Linked DNA regions of Sus scrofa: all the other regions are linked to region 2. The links are chromatin contacts, called in public HiChIP or PLAC-seq and promoter capture Hi-C maps. All regions are on one chromosome and are shown on one strand. The core of a region is the stretch at or near the end of the contact, and the rest is flanking DNA. Distances in the headings are between cores, read along the strand shown.

Region 1 (4,736 bases), core at 1,414-3,913, 210 kb after region 2:
CAAAACCCTGCCACCCTTCAGGGACTTGGCTTCTGAAGATGGGTGCGGGAAGGGTACAAGGACCCAACCCCCCCACTCCACCCCCACCCCACCCCACCCCAAATTTGCATGAGTTGGCTGCAGAAGCCTAAGAGACAGTCTCCTGTAAGCCGGTCTTTATGGATGTTCAATTGAAGTTCAGAACCGGTCGGGGATTGGCCAGGCTCTAGCTGGGTGTCCTTCCTCTCCCATCCTCAGCCGGGGAAGGGCACCTTCCAACTCTGGGCCTGGAGACCCTAGAGGGAGGGCTTGCCTCCATCCCAGGTCACACCCCAGCCTCCCTGAGGATGAGCCTTTTGCAGCTTCTTGGCTGGTGGCTTTCCCTCTCAGGCGTCTCTCTCCCCTCTGGGAAGTTGAGGGAGGCAGAAGTGAATAACCTTAAAGGGCCCCGTTGGCAGCTCTATCCTGTAAAGCCTGCCCCCTTCCCTCGGCCTCAGGTTCTCAAGTCCCTTGAAGCCCAGATCTCTTCCGTCTTTCCGTCCTCTCCCCCTTCTCCATGTTTGGGCATTTCCTGCTCTTTTAAGACAGTGCCCCTGTCACTCCTCCAGGTGGTGGTGGGGAGAAGCCAGCCAGCACCCACAGGAGGCTTGGCAGATGCTGAGCCTGACTCTGGCCTGAGAAGGTGGGTGCCTGGCCAGGTGGAGTTTCTGTGGATGTGACCCCAACACGCCCACCCCATTGTCTGAGCCCCCACCCTGGTCACAGTCACCGCAGGACTCGGCTTCAGGGAGGGGGTTGTTGGAACCACAAAAAGGAGTGGGGGAGGAGCACCGTGTCCTCAACTCACCCCAGAGGCCGCCACCCCCCCATCCAGGCAGAAGAAAGGATGGCTATGGTGGGGGGGGGCTGAGTCCTTCAGTGCCATCCATCCTGCTGGCTCAGTCACCGTCCCCCCCCCCAAAAAAAGCGGGGCTTCCTTTTCCTTTGCCCCGCTGTCTCCTAGGCCATTGCCTACTTAGGAGCCTGAGCACCAGACAGAGAAGCAGCCTTGAGAACCCCGCGGTCCATCCGCCTCCCTGTTCATTTCAGGAAACCAAAGCCTAGACCAAGGAAGGACTTGAGGGCAGGGCCCCGAGGCCGCTGCTTCCCCTCACCTCTTCCCATTCTCTCCCTGACCCTTTCTCCTCTCTCTGCCCTCCTCCTCCCCTGCCCACACCCCGTGCTACCCTCCGTGTGCTCCTGCTCCTGCCGCAGCTGCCCTCGTTGCAAACCAAAAGATGCCCCGATGCTGCTGGAGCAGAGGTGGGGGTGGGGCTGGCGTTAGAGCAGCTGCTTCTCCGAGGAAGCTGATACCCAGGCCAGCCGTTCAGCAACAACTTGTGGCTTTGCACCCAGCCCTGGGCCCCCACCCACCTGGCTGCCACATGCCAGCTCCCTGCCGTCCCTTTTCCCCACCGCTCCTCAGACTTCCCTCTGACCCTCGCGGCCCCGTCTCTCTGCCCCCTGCTCTGTCTGTCCTTATTTCCCCTAGACCTGTCCCCATCAATCTGCCTGCCGGCCATTCCTCTAGTCTGGAGCCTCTGCTTTACCCCCTCCCCCAGGGGCCCCTTGCCATGATGCCCCTTTCCTCCGGCCTCTGCCCACGGGGTGTGCCCAGCACCTGAGCATGCAGCGCTGGTCCTCGCTCGCTGTCTGCTAGCACAGCTACGCCACCTGGGGTCTGCCACGTAAACCCCGCATTTCAAAGACTGCCTGGGGTGGGATGAGGTGACCCTCATTCTGTGACTTAGGGTGACCCCTGCCCCCATTCGGAAACATTGATCCCTCCCCCTCTGCCATCAGCACATTCTGTAGGCTCTTGGATTACCCGGCTGTCTGGGTATCCCATTTTCTTGGTAGGGGGGGGATTCCCTGTCAGGGATGGGGGGGCCCAAAGGCTCCGTTCCCAGAGGCTGACTTAGAGCAATGGGGCGTGGGGGGGGGGTTGGGGGAGAGACAGGCCGTCCTGGCTTTGGTCACCAGGGCCTGGACACTAAATCCCTTGTTGATGGCTGCAGCAAGCCCTCCCTAGGGTAGGGTTACCATCTTCTGCCCTGTCCCCTGACCCTCTCCCCTCCTTCCTTCCCCTGGTCCCTCTAGAGCCACTTCCTCTCACCCCCAAAGGATGTTCTCCCTCTTTTCAAGTCCTGGAGGGTTGGAGTATCTCTGCTGCCTTTTCCACAAACTAAGGAAGGAGGAGACTGTGGCTGTAGGAACAGGTTCAGAGAGGATGAGGCAGCGGGGTGGGGGTGGGGGGTTGAAGGAGGGAGCGCAGGAAAATGAGAGATGAAGGCCTGAGAGGAGACGTGGCCTTAAGAAGGGGAGAGGGGGAGGTTGGAATAGGAAGTTCAGTGCAGCTGAAGAAGTCGAGGCAATTTCAGGAGGGCTCACCCCTGAAGACAGAAAGCGAAGTCTCTCCCTACCCCCCCCCTTCCCTGGGGCTGGGGCCACCTTAGCTTCCCTCATGAGTGACATCTCAGGCTGCAGCCCCACTGTTCCCCCTCTGTCAGCAGAAATATCTCTCTCTTCTGACCCCTCCTGCTGGAGTCTCAGCCAGCCAATCCCTGATCTGGGGGAGGGGGGAGCCTGCCCCCCCCACTCCCTCATAAGGACCAGCTGGGGGCTGGGGGGGGTGGCCGGCTGCTGCAAGTGGGACTGGGGTCAGAGCTTCGTGGAGGGAAGAATAAGCTGGGGGGGGTAGGAGAGAGAGAGGAAGAAACCCAGACGGACAGGCAGGTGGACACACTGAGGAAGGCCCCCCACGCGTGAGGAAACCCCCCCAGAAGGAACAGACCGCCCCCTGGCCCCCAGGAAGGGAGCACCATGGAGGCTGCACACTCCAAGACCACAGAAGAATGTTTGGCCTATTTTGGGGTGAGCGAGACCACAGGCCTCACCCCGGACCAAGTTAAGCGGCATCTGGAGAAATACGGCCACAATGGTAAGTGTCCCTTGCAGGAGAGGCCGGTCGTGCCCTCCCGCATCTGCACAACACACACATGGACTCACACTCACACACCAGGGCCTTGCGCTCCAGGGGATCCTAGGGAGGAGACAGGTCATGGACCAATGACTGCAGGGGAGGGGAGGATACTGAGAAAACAGGGTCCCTGAGACCCAGAGATTGGAGAAGTTCTATGGATAACCTTGGTGAACCTCAGCTGCCCTTTTGGTGGCCTGATTCTCTTACCTTAGCCACAAAGTCCTGGGTGCGGGCGGCATTGCACTGAATGCCAAATGAATGTGTCCTTTTCTTCTTTCTCTCTGGGCAGAGCTCCCTGCTGAGGAAGGTAAGTTCCACCTCTTCCCCTCTGTGCCCCACTCCCTTCTTCCTGCCCTCTCCTTCTGACTCCTGGGACAAATGTTCCTCCCCAAAGGTTAGAGCCTGGCCCGGGGCAGAAGTTTCCGGGCACTTTCTCCTTGAGGCATCCAGCCCTTGAACAACTGCCCACTCCTTGGAGGAGCCTGTTTTTGGACTCCTGGCCTGTTCCCTCAGCCCTTTTCTCAGCATCAAATGGCCTGCCCATCACCACAGACCCTTTCTGCTCCAGGCTGGATCCCAGCCTGCACCCAGAGTCCCAGCCGGTCATCTGTTAGACCTTAACCCCGAGGGCTCCCTCCCCTTGCTTCTTCCCCCAGGGAAGTCCCTGTGGGAGCTGGTGATAGAGCAGTTTGAAGACCTCCTAGTGCGGATCCTTCTCCTGGCCGCCTGCATTTCCTTTGTAAGTGTGGGAGGGCCTCTGGGGGCTGGCTGGGGCTGTGGGTTGGGGGGATCTGGAGAGTCTGCTGGCGACCGGCTCCAAATCATGGGTTCCTCTAGTCCGAGCCTTCAGCATCCTATTCTCCAGACCAGAACCGAGAGAGGTGGGGTGACGCTGATTTGCATATTCCTCTGTCCTCCCCCACACCCCACAGGCAGGTTTTATTTTAAGCTTTAGGGTGTTCTCAGCCAAAACATTGAAGCTAAGCCGCCCCCGGAGCTTCAAGGGCTCCGAGGTCTCGGGTTACCCCCCTAAGCGCTCCGCGGCTGGGCTCCACGGCTCACACGCCGCCGCTGAGGTTCCCAGGCCACCACTGCTCCCGGCATGCCGCGGGACGCACAAACCGCTCCACCAATCCCTGAGCATCCTGACACCCCGGCCCCGCCCTCCTGGCGCTGATTGGTTGAAGCAAAGACTCCCTCCCAGAGGCGGGAAAAAGCGGCTGGTGCCAGGGTGACTCCAAAAGCACCTAATGGCCCAGACCCCTCATCTGTCTCTGAGCTTCGCCTCCCAACTCCCCCCATCGGGGCTGGAACTCCGGGATCCCCCTCCTCACCCACCTGACCTGACCTGACCCTTCCCCCTCACAGCCTCAGGGCCGCCCCCACCGCCCTCTTAAGGCCCTGGCACCTCTCCTGCCCTGGAGCTCCCCTCAGCACCCACCATCCCAGCATCCAGCCTGCATTTGAGAGTTTCTTCCTTAACATCTTAGTTCTCAAAGACAAGACTCTGGAGGCCCCAAAGTCCCCGTGTCCCCTGGTCTCTATAGTGGAGGCCCCGTGGGCCCCTGAGTACTAGCTGGCAGGGCCTCCCTTCTCCTTCTCAGATTTGCTCCTTGACATTTGCCTGGGGCTGTTGCCTGGCAGTGGCAACAGCTGGGGTGGGGTGTGTACAGGAGGCCCCGTAACACTATCCCCCCCTCCTGCTCCCTCTTGAAATTGGAGCTTCCCTGCCTCG
Region 2 (4,794 bases), core at 1,070-3,569:
GGAAGTTCCCAGGCCAGAGATGGAGCCCAAACCACAGCAGTGACAATGCCATGTCCTTAGCTGTTAGGCCACCAGGGAACTCTACATTTATAGTGTTTTAGAACAGTGCCCGGCACATAGTAGGCAATCAGTAAATGCCAGCTATTATTCGTGTCACTTCTGCTCCTGCCCACACCATCCAGTCTCATCCAGGAGCAGGCTCTCAGGTGAAATACAACCCATAGGGTTTTTTGTTTTTTGTCTTTTTGCCTTTTCTAGGGCCACTCCCGCGGCATATGGAGGTTCCTAGGTTAGGGGTCGAATTGGACCTGTAGCCGCTGGCCTACGCCACAGCCACAGCAACGTGGGATCCGAGCTGACTCTGTGACCTACACCACAGCTCACAACTAAACCGGATCCTTAACCCACTGAGCGAGGCCAGGGATTGAACGTGCAATCTCATGGTTCCTAGTCGGATTCGTTTCTGCTTCGCCACAAAGGGAACTGTGAGACTGAGGTTTGGAGAGGTTAGACCTCTTGCCCAAGATGGTACAGCCAGTCCATGGCGGAGGGAGGGTTTGAACCAGTCGCTTATAGAATCACATTAATGGCTGTTGCTCAGATGGCCCCTCAGCTGACAAGATGTCCTCCGGTCACACCCGTGGCTCCTTCTCAGCCTTTTAGGTTCAGCCCAAATACTCTGTAAAAAGTAGCAGTGATGAGAGGTAAGATTTATGAAGCACTTGCTATACTTCAGATAAGGTGCAGAAAGCTTTCCATTTCCATAACCTCGGAGTTCCCATCAGGGCTCAGCCAGAATGAACTCGACTAGGACCCATGAGGACACAGGTTCGATCCCTGGCCTCGCTCAGTGGGTCAAGGATCCAGTGTTGCCATGAGCTGTGGTGTAGGTCACAGACATGGCTTGGATCCCGAGTTGCTGTGGCTGTGGTGTAGGCCGGAAGCTGCAGCTCAGATTCGACTCCTAGCCTGGGAACCTCCATATGCTGTGGTCTAGCCATTAAAAAAAAAAAAAAAAAAAAAAAAAAAAAAAAAAAAAAAAAAGATCCATTTCCATAATCTCATGGTAGGTGTGAGGCTGTTACAGCCAGAGAAACTAAGGCTGACAGAGATTAAGGAACCTGCCCAAGATCACTCTGTAGGTGTGACAGCCAGGACTCAAACTCAGAAAGCAATGATTCTAGAGCAAGCCTTCCCTGCCCCCGGTGTTTCTACCTCTATGAGGCAGTCTCTTGGCTGGGAACCAACTCCTTCCTCTTGAGTCTGAAGCCCAGGCTTCCTCCTCTAGCTTTTTTTTTTTTTTGGTCTTTTTAGGGCTGCACACGTGGTATGTGGAACTTCCCAGGCTAGGGGTCAAATCGGAGCTGTAGCCACCTGGCCTACAACCCAGCCACAGCCACGTAAAATCCAAGCCACATCTGTGACCTACACCACAGCTCACGGCAATGCCGGATCCTTAATCCACTGAGCCAGGCCAGGGATTGAACCTGTGTCCTCATGGATGCTAGTCAGATTCGTTTCTGCTGTGCCACGACAGGAACTCCTACTTGGCTCTTTTTCTTTTTGTTAGTTCCCAGACCTGGGGTTGAATTCTTGCAGCAGCTGCAGGCAAAGCTGGATCCTTTAATCCACTGCTGGGGATCGAACCTGTGCCTCCGCAGCCACCCAAGGCACTGCAGTAGGATTCTTAACCCACTGCACCACCGTGGCAACTCTTCTACTTAGCTCATTAGAGCTGTTATTTGTGCCTTGCCTTCCGCTAGCTGCCCAACTCCGACTCCTTCACCTCTATAGCTCCCACCCCTCCCCGCCCAAAGAAGCGCCCAATTATTCCATTTTCCCCCTTGAGGCAGGCAGGGCAGAGGTGCTCCTAGATGCACACAGACCTAGAGAGGGTAAGAGACTCTCCCGGGGCCACCCATTTGTAAATGCAGGGGCCAGGACAGACGCCAGGTCTCCTGCCTGCAGGTGGCTCTCCCTCCTCCTGTCCCTTCCCCAGCTCTGTTCCGTGGGGGCGACAGAAGGCAGGACAGCCTTGGCTGGGGGTGGGCACGGGGGGCCTGTACCCGGGCCCGCCGGGGGGCGCACTGATGGACTCTTCCATGATGGCCAGGGAAAGGGTGGCGAGTAGGCTAGGGGTGGGCTGAAGGAACAGGTTATTTTTGCATTTTGACATTAAAAGATGAGATTGGCAGCCACTGGCCAACAGCATCTGTTTTGGTCTGGCATTGGCAGCGAAGGCGCGGAGCTTCTCCACGGAGGGAGGGAGGGGAGGGGAGGGGAGGCTGCGGTCGGTCCGCTGGGCGAGGCGGCGCCTCGGCGGAGCGAAGGGCTCTCCCCTTTAAGAGCTCCGCCCAAAGGGGCGCTGCCACCCCTAAGGAGGCGGGCGCCGCCGCTTCTCATTCATTGTCTTGACGAGAGCATCCTCAGCGGGCAGTCTCCGGCTCCTCCAGCTCCTTCCTCCGCCTCCTCCTCTCCCTCCTCCGTTTGGGGGGTCACTCCTCTCTCAGCAGCAGGTAAGACCCCCCGGGGACGGGGGCGCGGGACTCGGCATCGCTGCTCTGGGCCACCTGTGGGGCAGGCGAGGGCTTGGCAGGAGCGGGCTGTGGGGGCGGACGGACTGTCAAAGCGAGCTGGCTCGGCGATGGGGACAGAGCCGCTCCACGCCCCGCGTGGAGGGACTCGCCTGAGGGTGCAGGTGCGCGTGGGCGGGTCCATCCGTGTGTCCGGGAGGGCGCGGTGAGGGGACGAGGGCGAGGGGCCACCGCAGCCATGATGGAGGTGGGGGAGCCCGGGGGTCAGGACATGTGCTGGCCAGACTCCCCTTGGCATCTTTGGGCGAGTTTGGGGGCGGGAGGGGGGCAGGGTGGGGTGCACCGAGCAGCTGCCCTGAGCTGGGAGACAGGAAGGGGTTGAGAGCAAAACAAGAAAAGCCCAAGTTCCCCTTTCCGTGGTTTCCGGGCCTAGTACCTGCGGTGGGGGAGGAGGCAGGGTGGGGCGCTGGCTTCCTGTCTCCCAACCTCCAATTTGGGGGCTCCTGGCTCCCCAGATCCAGGCTTCTCACTTGGGAAGGATCCCCCCTTGTCCCCAGACGGGCTTCCCCACACACAGGTTCCTCACCCGCTTTCTGGGCAGGTGGACCCAGGAGCCCCTTGGAGAGTCGCAGGGTGGGCAAGGGTGGCTGGAGCAGCCCCCCCACACACCAAAGGGCTAGGCCAGAAGGCAGAGGGTGAAAGGGTGGAGCTGAGGTGATGGAGGAGAGGCCCGGAGGGTGCTCTTGAGTGGGCAGCACAGGTCCCCACGCTGAGCTGGAAGGTGATGCTGCTGGGCACCAGGACCCGGCCTGGAGCGTGGGCAGCCAGAGGCAGGCCCCTTGGCTTTGCGCACTGACCATCCAGCAACCGTGGGGTGGGGGAACCGTCCTAGCCCGACTCCAAGAAGTGAGTGCCGGCTGCTCCCTTCCCATGGGTGGTTCCAGAGGGGCTGGGGAAGGAACCAGGCCAGGCAGGAAGCAGAGAGGTATATGGAAGAGGAGATGCTCGGGCCCCAGCCATCTGCCTGTTTCTGGTGCCCAGAGGGCCACTGAGCCACTGAAGAAGTGCCTCCTGGGCAAACCCACAAGCCACATCCCTCTGTGTGTCCAGCCCTGAGCCTGGAGGTTGGGAGTGCCTGGCCTTTAGGAGGCTCCCCACGTGGGTGTGAGGGTGTGAAGTTTGGACCCTGTGACTGAGAGACCCCACCCTCCAAGCTGTCCACACGGAAGGCCCGGAGTGTGACCCAGCGGGGGATGAAGGACTCTGTGTCTGTCAGCCACTCAGTGGGACAAATGGGCCGGCACCAGGGGCCACCCCACAGCGGGCTCTGCCCCCGAGGCCGAGGGTACAGGAGCCAGGCTGCGGTGGGTGGGCCCTGCAGATCAGCCAGAGGTAGGGGGGTCGGGCAAGGCCACTGTGAGGGTAGCGGGATGTCAATTACAGAGGCCAGCAGCAGGGCGCCGGGGAGACAAGCTGGGGAAGTTAGCTGAGACCATGAAGGCCAGGCCCAGGGGTGTCCTGGGGGAGACGGGGACCAGTGTAAGGTCCGCGTTGACCCAAAGGGAGAAAAGCCTTCTACTTGTGTGCCCGCCAGGATGAGCCGGCAGGTGGTCCGTTCCAGCAAGTTCCGCCACGTGTTTGGACAGCCAGCCAAGGCCGACCAGTGCTATGAGGACGTGCGCGTCTCACAGACCACCTGGGACAGTGGCTTCTGTGCTGTCAACCCCAAGTTCGTGGCCTTGATCTGTGAGGCCAGCGGGGGCGGGGCCTTCCTGGTACTGCCCCTGAGCAAGGTGAGCGCCTGGAGTCCTAGGTGGCCTCTGGTCATCCAGTGGCCTCTCGGGGGTCCTGATTAGGTGACTGTCACCAAACCTTCCTGGGCCGCAGTGCTATCGTCTGTACAATGGAGCTGGATCAGCTGAACTTCACCCTTCTTCCAGCTCCTACATGCAATGGTTGGGTGGGAGCTGAAGCTCTTTGGGGAGGTGACACAGGAAGGGTCATACAGTAAGTCCTGAAGACCCAGGGCCAGGCCTCCCACGTCTCAGCCTGCAGCTTGCTCCCCTGGGGAGCACAGAGAGGGCTGGGCTGGGGTCTGGGCAGGCCCAGCGGTGCTCTGAGGGTTTGCAGGGACGCTGGGTGGGGGTCCATCTGAGCCTTTAAGAACCCAGCAAGCTCGGACCCCCCGCTCCCAGGCAGGGATGATCCAGAAGCCCCCTCCCCCTGCCCCTGAGCCAGTCCTCCCTCGGATCCTGCCCCT
Region 3 (4,582 bases), core at 2,022-4,521, 130 kb after region 2:
AGAGAAGCACGTGAAAGGGCCTGGCACACGGTAGGTGCTTTAATGATATTTGTGGATGTCTGGTGAAACTTGTTCATTAAGACCTCCTTTGGAGTTCCCTTCGTGGCTCAGGGGTTAACGAACCCGACTAGGGTCCATGAGGATTTGGGTTTGATCCCTGACCTTGCTCAGTGGGTTAAGGATCCGGCATTGCTGTGAGCTGTGGTGTAGTTTATAGAAGCAGTCTGGATCCAGTGTTACTATGGCTGTGGTGTAGTCTGGTGGCTACAGCTTTGATTGGACCCCTAGCCTGGGAACCTCCATATGCCATGAAAAGCAAAAAAAAAAGTAAAAAAAAGATCTCCTTTTACCTAGAATGTCCCAAGTATATTTAAATTTTTTCTGTAGGAGTTCCCATTGTGGCACAGTAGGTTGGGAACCTGACTGCAGTGGATGGGGTTGCTGTGGAGGCACATGTTCAATCCCTGGCCTGGCCTAGTAGATTGGGGATCTGACATTGCTACAGTTGCAGCTTGGATTCGATCCCTGGCCTGAGAGTTTCCATATGCTGTGAGTATTACCAAAAATATAAATAAAATAAAATAAAATAAAATTTTTCTTAAAAAAAAAGCCACAGCAAAATGTGACATGTAGTATCATATTAAGTTTTGACAATGTTTGGTGGATTGTGGGTCATAGATATTCATTTTTTGTTTTTTTTTTAAGGGCCACACCCTCGGTATATGGATGATCCCAGGCTAGGGGGTGTATTGGAGCTGTAGCCACCAGCCTACAATGTGGGATCCGAGTCATATCTGTGACCTACACCACAGCTCACGGCAACGCTAGATCCTTAACCCACTGAGCAAGGCCAGGGATCGAACATGCATCCTCAGGGTTTCTAGACGGATTCGTTTCTGCTGCACCACGACGGGAACTCCATGTTCTGTTTCTTAAAGCTCGATTTGTGGAAACTCATCAAGCTGTGCACTACTGATCTGTCAAACTCATGTGACTCTACGTTACAGTTCAATAAAAAGTTTGCTGAAAAAGCCCCTTCCCTGTTAAATCGAAAATTTTCAAAATGACTTAGCCAAGGATTAGTAAAAAATAAAGAGTTTGGATATGATTTTTTCCTTTGCAAATGATCAGGGTCTTGGGAGTAACGAGAAATCACTCTAAAATCAGTCATTTTAACTTAAGTCTGAATTTGCATTTCTTCATCTTCAGTGACAATGATCTGCAAATCACTCAACCTCCTTTACCCTTTACTCAAGCTCCCCTGGCAATTTCAGGGCATTTCTTTCTGTTTTGGGAGATAATGAGGTTAATGTCAGCCTCAAGTGGATCTGTGGCGAGAAAGGGAAGGAGAGACGAGAGAAAGAGAGACAGAGAGGAAAAGCAGGGAAGACGGAAGAGAGGGATGACAGTCCAGGATGTGCGGAAAGGCCCTGCCACGTTCTAACCCCAATATACCAGCTGCTGAATGTGCCCTGAATTTTTCTGTCTCTAGGATTTTGTTCATACTGTTTCCTCTACCTACATAAAACGGCCTCCTTCTTTGCCCAGTCTCTTTAAGTCCTACTTTTCTTTTAGAGGAGCGTGGTACCTCCAATGCTCAACATTATGAGACAAGTGCTGAATGAATGAAACTACCTTTAAAAATGTAAAACAAGATGTTCCTGTCATAGCTCAGCGGTAACGAACCCGCTTAGGATCCATGAGGATTCAGGTTGGATCCATGAGGATTCCAGTTTGATCCCTGGCCTTGCATGGTGGGTTAAGGATCTGATGTTGTTGTGAGCTGTGGTGTAGGTCGCAGACATGGCTTGGATCCCGATGTGCTGTGGCTGTAATGTATGCTGGCAGCTCCAGCTCCGATTCGACCCCCAACCTGGGAACCTCCATATAATGCAGGTGCAGCGGTAAAAAAATTAATAAAGAAATAAAAATGTGGAGTTCCCATCATGGCTCAGTGGTTAATGAATCTGACTAGGAACCATAAGGTTGTGGGTTTGATCCCTGGCCTTGCTCAGTGGGTTAAGGATCTGGCATTGCCATGAGCTGTGGTGTAGGTCTCAGACGCAGCTTGGATCTGGCGTTGCTGTGGGTCTGGTGTAGGCCGGCAACTAAATCTCTGATTGGACCCCTAGCTTGGGATCCTCCATATGCCTTGGGAGCAGCCCTAGAAAAGGCAAAAAAGCAAAAAGGCAAAAAGGCAAAAAAAAAAAAAAAAAGAAAGAAAGAAAGAAAAATGTAAAACAGTCCCAGCTCAATAAAACTGCTTGATAGCTTCTCCAACTCACCTGGATTTAAATCCATAGGCCTCCAAGTATCTTCATGATCTAGAGTTATCTACTTCTATACTGTTAATACATTGCTCTCTTTGCTGATAGTACACTGGTCTTCTCCTTATTCCTAGAACCTAGGAGTTTCCTTGTGAAATCAGCTACTTTTTCTGTTTTGTTTGCTGCTGTGTCCAGTGCCTAGAACATTTCTGGTTCATAACAAATGCTCAGTAAATAAGCATTTGTGGAATAATGAATGATACTAGCTTTATATTTATTATATGCTTATATTGTACAAGGCGCTGTTCTAAACGCTTCACATATACTAAGTCACTTAATTTTCATAATATTCTACGAAGTAGGTCCTATTATGGTCCTTATCTGGGGAGACTGAATCATACAGAGATTAGGAAATCTGCCTAAGTGTCACACACTAGTAAGTGTTGGAGATGGGATTTGTTTTTTTGTTTTGGTTTTTTTTTTTAGGGCCACACCCACGGCATATGGAGGTTTCCAGGCTAGCAGTCAAATCGGAGCCACAGCTTCTGGCCTATACCGCAGCCACAGCGACATCAGATCCGAGCCGCGTCTGCCACCTACACCACAGCTCACGGCAACGCCGGATCCTTAACCCACTGAGCAAGGCCAGGGATCGAACCCGCAACCTCATGGATGCTAGGCGGATTCATTTCCGCTGCGCCACAACAGGGAACTCCAGAGATGGGATTTGAATACAAAGTCAGATTCAAAGTTTGCTCGAAGCCTAGCTCCAAAACCTTGTAACTTATCAGCATCGCGTGGACGTTAAAAAAGGAAAATCCTGGTCCTGAGATTCTTACTCCACGGGTCAGAGGTATGGTTGGCATCTGTGAGCAATAAAACCCGACAGCAAAGCGGGTCCCATGGGAGAATCTCTAGGTGGCGTCCTCCCCGCCAAGGTTACATCAGGCCGAATCCCGCCCCTTGCGTGGCGCGAGGGCATCTGGGAGTTGTAGTCAAACAGTACAGTTCGTCGGCGTCCCCCGGAAGTGACGCAAGGGTCCCGCCTTCTCCTCTGCGCGTTTCCGCGGTCCCGGCTCCGCGGTGTGACTCGCGAGCTCAGCTGGTAACTATTTCTTGGGCCTCGTGCTTGGAGGAGCGAAACCTCAGTCGGGGTGCGTGCGGGGACGGTGTGGGTCGGGGTCGGGGAGTGGCGGCCCGGGCCCGTTGTTGTGGCCCGTGACTTTCGGGCTTTTCCGTAGGTCCAGCCGCGTCCGCCGCAGCTGCTCAGCGCCGTCGCCATGTCGCGGTTTTTTACCACCGGTTCGGACAGCGAGTCCGAGTCGTCCCTGTCCGGGGAGGAGCTTGTCACCAAACCTGTTGGGGGTAACTACGGCAAACAGTGAGTAGGGGCCTGCGGCATGGGGACCACTCGGGGGGGGGGTGCGGCAGGCTATGGAAGGCCGTGTATGTGGGAGGGGAATGGAGGTGGTGGCGGTGAGAGCGGGTACCAAGGATGTTCAGAGTTTAAGAGACTGGAGCAGTGTTGGAGGGACAACCTTAACGGCTTAGGGTGCTGTGAATTGTGGGAATCCACCCACCGGGCAAAGGATAGAGTCTTGGAGGAGAGGTTTTCCCACTGGTTGGGTCTGTTGCATTTAGCAAGAAACCTCAGATATTAAGAATTCTTTGATGTGGCTCTTAAGTTTTTAAATATCTGTTAGTAGTTCCCTGTTGTTTACCTCCACCTACATACCCTTCTCCCATCTCTGCAAACTACTTTTTTTCTCCTTTTGGAACAGTAGAATGTTGTTTCTCAAACTTGTGTCATACATATGCCACCTTCAGTTTTTTTTGTTTTTTTGTTTTTTTTGGCACATACCTGTGATTAAGAATGTATATTCCTATCACTTCATTTTTATTTATTTTATTTATTTTTTATTTTTTTGTCTTTTGTCCTTTTAGGGCCGCACCCGAGGCATATGGAGGTACCCAGGCTAGGGGTCTAATCGGAGCTGTAGCTGCAGGCCTACGCCAGAGTCACAGCAATGCCAGATCCAAGCCGCATCTTCAACCTACACCACAGCTCACGACAACGCCGGATCCTTAAGCCACTGAGCAAGGCCAGGGATCAAACCCGCAACCTCATGGTTCCTAGTCGGATTTGTTTCCACTGGACCACAATGGGAATTCCTATTCCTACCACTTCAAAGTCTTGTTTCAGCATAAAACTCACTTTTTAAAAAGAAAAAAAAGGATACACACACGTACCATGTGAATATGATTTCATGTCTTAAGTGGAAAAACCAACCTCACTTGCTACAAAATTGGAAGTA

The links. Promoter capture Hi-C pulls out the DNA fragments that hold promoters and counts their contacts. HiChIP or PLAC-seq counts read pairs in DNA pulled down with a chosen protein or histone mark.
Region 1: a contact with region 2 is called in a promoter capture Hi-C map of fetal skeletal muscle, with 2.3 times the contacts expected there. The contact joins the promoter of ATP2A1 here to the promoter of CORO1A in region 2. A contact is called at or near these places in 1 of 5 promoter capture datasets (fetal skeletal muscle) and 1 of 2 datasets of contacts at active chromatin or transcription factors (alveolar macrophages).
Region 3: a contact with region 2 is called in an H3K27ac HiChIP or PLAC-seq map of skeletal muscle, with 5 times the contacts expected there. The contact joins the promoter of LOC110260088 here to the promoter of CORO1A in region 2. A contact is called at or near these places in 1 of 5 promoter capture datasets (liver), 3 of 47 Hi-C or Micro-C datasets (embryonic fibroblasts, mesenteric adipose tissue and subcutaneous adipose tissue) and 2 of 2 datasets of contacts at active chromatin or transcription factors (alveolar macrophages and skeletal muscle).

What each region holds. Positions count from the first base shown.
Region 1 is chr3:18,545,330-18,550,065 of Sscrofa11.1, forward strand. It overlaps ATP2A1 (ATPase sarcoplasmic/endoplasmic reticulum Ca2+ transporting 1), which reads left to right and starts at 2,664. Exons shown (of 23, transcript NM_001204393.1): 1 at 2,664-2,959; 2 at 3,291-3,308; 3 at 3,658-3,740. The coding sequence starts at 2,842.
Region 2 is chr3:18,334,494-18,339,287 of Sscrofa11.1, forward strand. It overlaps CORO1A (coronin-1A), which reads left to right and starts at 2,320. Exons shown (of 11, transcript XM_021088028.1): 1 at 2,320-2,516; 2 at 4,129-4,327. The coding sequence starts at 4,130.
Region 3 is chr3:18,464,454-18,469,035 of Sscrofa11.1, forward strand. It overlaps LOC110260088 (eukaryotic translation initiation factor 3 subunit C), which reads left to right and starts at 3,272. Exons shown (of 21, transcript XM_021088039.1): 1 at 3,272-3,421; 2 at 3,509-3,648. The coding sequence starts at 3,548.